Regions from separate parts of the Arachis hypogaea genome. Here region 2 is linked to region 1. The links are chromatin contacts, called in public Hi-C maps. All regions are on one chromosome and are shown on one strand. Each heading gives the region's core, a stretch centred on a gene start, on an enhancer-like site or on the middle of the called end of the contact. The rest is flanking DNA. Distances are from core to core; before and after follow the strand shown.

The links. A called contact is a pair of places that touch in the nucleus more often than the background predicts.
Region 2: a Hi-C map of leaf shows a contact between it and region 1, with 4 times the contacts expected there. The contact joins the promoter of LOC112765560 here to the promoter of LOC112767138 in region 1. A contact is called at or near these places in 3 of 8 Hi-C or Micro-C datasets (leaf and an unstated tissue).

The regions. Positions count from the first base shown.
Region 1 is chr17:19,277,344-19,280,086 of arahy.Tifrunner.gnm2.J5K5, forward strand. It overlaps LOC112767138, which reads left to right and starts at 1,343. Exons shown (of 9, transcript XM_025813018.3): 1 at 1,343-1,523; 2 at 2,187-2,349; 3 at 2,529-2,620; 4 at 2,704-2,743. The coding sequence starts at 2,200. LOC112764881 (CBS domain-containing protein CBSX3, mitochondrial) reads left to right here. Exons shown (of 6, transcript XM_025810692.2): 6 at 1-21.
Region 2 is chr17:19,810,182-19,812,924 of arahy.Tifrunner.gnm2.J5K5, forward strand. LOC112765560 (cytochrome P450 714C2) reads right to left here and starts at 1,325. Exons shown (of 5, transcript XM_025811456.2): 1 at 1,022-1,325; 2 at 632-858; 3 at 88-335. The coding sequence starts at 1,325.

The sequences.
Region 1 (2,743 bases), core at 93-2,592:
GGAATTCCGTTCTCTTCTGAAGCTTGTTTCACTAGTTTAGAAACACCCCCCCCCCCCCCCCCTTCTCTTTTTTTTTCCCTCTCTTTTTTTAGGGTATGTCACACTAAAGAAACTAAGAAGCAGAGCTGACCACTCTTTAAATGAGATAGGTTAGATAAACAAATTATTTTTGTAATTAAATCTAATTAAGTTTTTTTCTTTTTTTTATGTCTCTTTCTTTAACTAGAACTTTTTTGTTATCAATCCTTAAGGTATTGGACTAACTTGATTAAATTTGGTTATTAAAATGATTTGACATATAATAATAATAATAATAGTTGTTTTATTTTATCAAAATTTATTGAAATTTTTAAAACAAGTTTTTCTAAGAAAATATAAGTTACCCATTAACAAAATAGGGAACGATGTTATTTTTTTACATAATTACCAATAAAATTTTTATTAATCTACTTTTTTTTTATTTATGTTAGAGTTTAAAATAATTAACATATAATATAAATAATATGAGATTAATTAAAATAATAATTTTAATTAAAATAATATTTTTTATCTCACAATCAATTGACTTGAATTTAAATTTAAAAAATTTACAGGAAAATCAAATAAGAGAGATTAAAATATGAGAAATGGACCAAATCAATATATATATATATATATATATATATATATATATATATATATATATATATATATATATATATATATATATATATATGTATGTGGTAGATTTTAGTATGATTATATTATAGTGACTATGATGATTATGTCAGTGTTATTAAAATTAAAGTAATATTTTTTTATATTTTAATAATACTTTTTTAAACAATATCTTTTAAAAAATATTATTTAATAATAAAAAAATATTATTTTAATTTAATAATAGTCCTAATAAAATGACCACTTACATATAAGGCTAGCTCTTTAAAATAAGAGGAGAAAAATTAATTAAAGTTACCTAAAAGTCTAAAACATAGACTTTTGGTGGGTTCAAATGCCAAATATAGGTATAAGTATCGTCTTTGTAACGTACAAGTTTTGGGGTAATAATAAAGTCATATAAAGAATTCTAGAAGCAGTACACGTAGAAACTTCGAAGCAATTTTGTGATATTTTTATCCACCATATACAAAACCAAGTCATTCTGATAATTTAATTTAATTTAATTTAATTAATTTATTAATTTAAAAATTAAGAATAAAAAATTTTAATAAAAAAAAAAAGAAAAAAACAAGTTTAAAAAAAAGTAAATAGACTTGGTTAAAAAGATATCTTGTTCGCTTTAACATTTTTTTTTTATCATTTATCATTAGAAAAGTAAGATTGAGATGGTGACTTGCAGAACAGGCTAGTTAACTACAGACACAAGACACAACTGAGTGAACATGAGATTCTGCATCTTGGTTTTTCTCCTCAACATGTTTTCTGCTTTCAACTGCTTCTTCACCACCACTCCTCCTCCTTCTCTCTGCACTTGGTGTTTCTGTGATTGAAGAACAAAGAGTCTTTCTTTGCAGTGCTTCTTGGTATGAAAAAATATAATCCGTGCTCACTTTTTGTTGTATGACTTGTATTCTGTCTTTACATGTGAAGATGCCCTTTTTCCCTTTTCGAGTTTTGACCATTTTCTACTCCTTTTCATGGTTTTTTTTCTTGTTCATGGCTATGTTCAGATTACTATACTACTTAATCAATATATATATATATATATATATAACCAACTTGGATTGTTGAATGATTAGCTTACTTGTCCGCTTAAGTAAGTATTGAAGTTTGAATCCCACTTTTGTGTAGGCAGCATCAAACTAAAGTTTTTATTTGCGAAGGATCAGTACCATTGAAAAGTATATGAGTAGTTTCTAATTTAATTTCCAAGAAATTTTGTCATCTGGGTCATGCTTTATGTGTTGCCATAAACGTTAGTGCTAACCATGGTTGTCAAAGTCACAGAAGACGGGCTTCAAGAGTTGACAGAATATATATACACACGTGTGTATGACTAAAGAAGCAAAAGAATTGCTAGCTTCTTTACTACGGAATATGGAAGAATCAATTGAATTTTTATATGTAGTTCTTTTTGTTGAAAAAGGAAAGTCCACTTGCATTATTCAAATGAAGGATTTTCTAGCTTTCATATACATTGTGCTGAGACAACTGTGAACCATGTGCTTATTGTGTCTTTGATGCAGTTTGTTTTCTCATATGAGCAAATTTCAACAAGGGGGGAGCTTAATGAAATTCACTTCTTATTTTGGTTCTGTTTTCTCTTATGATCATGATATTGTTGCTAGTCCCAGCAAAGAAATCATGTGTCTGGCGTCTGTTTTCGCCGGCATCATCTTATGTCTTCTTGTAAGTACACCGAGCCGACATAGGACAAATTCGTCCTTTGAAATTTGAAAATTATTATTTATCTCTCAAACGACGCCATAGTGTCCTATCATAAACAATATTTGCATATCTAAGGACATAACTTTTAGAAATTCTTGTAAGAAATTCTGAAGCTTGATCCTTTCTCTTGGTTCTTGAAGGTGTATAGATCAAGTGCTGTTTTGAGTTCTCTATTGTTCAATAAGGCATATGGCAAATTGAGCACTATACAGAAAATCGAATGGAATAACAGGTGAAATGCCTTGCTCATAATTATTATTCGTGTTTGAAATTATAATTATTTATATAAATTATTTACAGTTTTTTTTAATGCAGGGGAATCTCTACATTCCATGCTCTTTTTGTATCATTTGCT
Region 2 (2,743 bases), core at 75-2,574, 530 kb after region 1:
ATTGGTTCAATTTTCATAATCTTGGTAAAAATAATTAATTTTTGCATCTATTATATGAATATGATTATCAAATAAACTATTTCTTACCTCATTCCTGGAATCCATGTAGCCATAGCATTCTTGGACATGACCTCTTGGAGAGCTCCAAGTTTTGAGAAAATTTCTTCTCCCTTGGAAAAATTGCTACCAAAGCATGCTCTTGAAATAACATCCCCAGAAAATTTTCTAAAGTACTTATCAACTTTTATATTTGCACTTCCACCCTTTGCCTCTATTCTATTACTCCATGAGTTTACCAAAGAAATAGCAGACTCCCCGATTATAGTCATCATTCCCTTTGGAGAACATTTGAAAACATATTGCAAGCTAAGAGGCCAAATTAATTAATAAAAATATGTACCAACACAAATCAAACTTAAAAACTTAGGCTAAGTTTCGTTTGCGTTTTCATTTTCAATATTCTTTCTTTAGAATTTTGTGGAGGAAAAAAGAAAAAATAGTAAAAATAATAAAATTATATTTTTATTTTTATATTTTATTTTCACTTATTTTTCTCGTAAAATTTTAAAAATAAAAACGCAAACTAAACACGCTGTAGAGATGGAGATCAATTCGTGGTTTATTAATATACCTTAACCTTTTCCATGTATAGCTCTGGAGCTAGGATCTTTCTTTGGTTTGCCCATATGGTTCCATTTGATGTTATGATTCCCTTTCCAAGCAATGGTCCTAACTCTCTCCTCTGATATGAAGGCTTTCCCAAGTCCAAGGATGTACATGTAATAATGTCTCTTATTATCTCAGGTTTGTCCACAAACAATATTTGTGTGTTCCCAAGAGAAAACATGAACAATTTACCTGTTTTCTCAAATAATTTAGCTAGTGTTTAATTTAGAAGCTGTTCTATGACATAATAGAGGCAAGGACCCAGAAACTAAAAACAGAGATGAAAACATAAATAATAAGAGGAAATAAATAATAATTCAAATAATATAAATTGAGGTATAGTAGTGTGTAGTACCATATTTTTGCCTCCATTTCTCAATGAAAGGGAAGTTAAGTGAAGCACAATCATGGACATCAATGGGTTCTAGAGAATGAGATTTTGGAGTAGTTGTAAGCTGCTTGGCCTTCTTTATTTCCCTAATATTTCCAAGTATAAAAGTTGTAGGTGGACCATTTATACCTTGCCTAATTAACTTAGATCTAAGTCTCTTTGGCTTCCCAACTAGGGTATTGTACAAAACTAACAAGAGAAACAACACAAAAGAGCCTACCGATAATACAATACATGTGAAAATCTCGGAATCAAATAAGAGCTGCATGGTTAAAGGATTTGTAGTATGAAAATCTAACTTACTATCTTATTTCTAAGGTCATTTTCCCACGAGAGAAGTGAATTTCTTCTTTAAATGGCTCACTAAGGATGGATATGTTACTGGTAGGGGAAAAAGAATTAAAATAATAATAATAATAATAATTTTATAAGGTACTAAACTCACACAACTTGCATGAATTGCATGAACGGTAAAGAGTAAACTATTAAAATGGTGCCAAAAGTTTATATGGTTGACAAAAAGAACCACAAAAAATGCTTATATTCAAAATAATGATTTTAGAGATCAAATTTTGATACAAGTTTTTGCAATCATTATTAAAAAAATAAAATATTTTTATCCTCAAAATTTGATATTTTTTTGTTAAATGATTTTAAAAAAAAAAAATATTGTAAATGATCATATTGTTTTAAAAAATGAAAAGAAAAATCTAGAGATCAAATTTTGTTCTGATTTTTTTATAGACCTTTTAAATATTTATTTAAATATTACCACAAAAATTTAGATCAATTAAATAAGTAGTTTACTAAATATGAAAGTTTTTTTTTGTTATTTACAAAAAGTATAATATTTACTGGTTCTTTTTATCATATTTTCAAATCATTATCGATAATATTTTTTAAGAACTTTTTGTCTGCGGCTGAATTTTTTAAATACTGAATTGATAGTTAATTCAATAATAAAAATAAGCAAATATTTTAGGTATTAGAGTAATGAAATAGACTAACACAATTAAAATTTTAAGATGAGAAAAAGAATAGAACTAAACACAATAATTTTATCTTTAAACAATTTTAAGAATATTATGACTAAGTAACAAATTTACCAGCTCTCAATTTCAAAAAAAAAAAGAAATTATAACACCCTTTTGTTGCACTCTTTTACTCTCTCCGACAATGCACGTTACACATTCACTTGCTTTTGTAGTTGTTGCACCTTCACTTACACACACACATTAGTTAATTGTTCACTCACTTGTTACACACCCAACAATATATTCACATCATGCCATAATTTTTCAGTTTGTAAGGTTTATGATCAACTCAGTAAATTAAATGAGATGGGCCTTTTATTCTTTTATTTTAAGTTTTAAAAATATTTTGATAAAAAAGATTATTTTTAAGACAAAAACTTTAAATAAATAATATTTTTTTTAGTTGTTAGATTGAATTTTCAGAGTCGGATTACCAAAGCTAGTGGTAGTAGATAATTGTATAATAAATCAAAGATAAAAATATAAAATTATAAATTCAAATAAAATAAATTCTTGTTAAATTGTAATCCAATCCAAACATATAATTGTACAATAAATTCTTGTTAAATTACGTGAGTCATTATTTACATGAATGGTCTTGTATACAATAATTTATTTTCAATTCAATTATTTTAAATAAAATCAAATAATT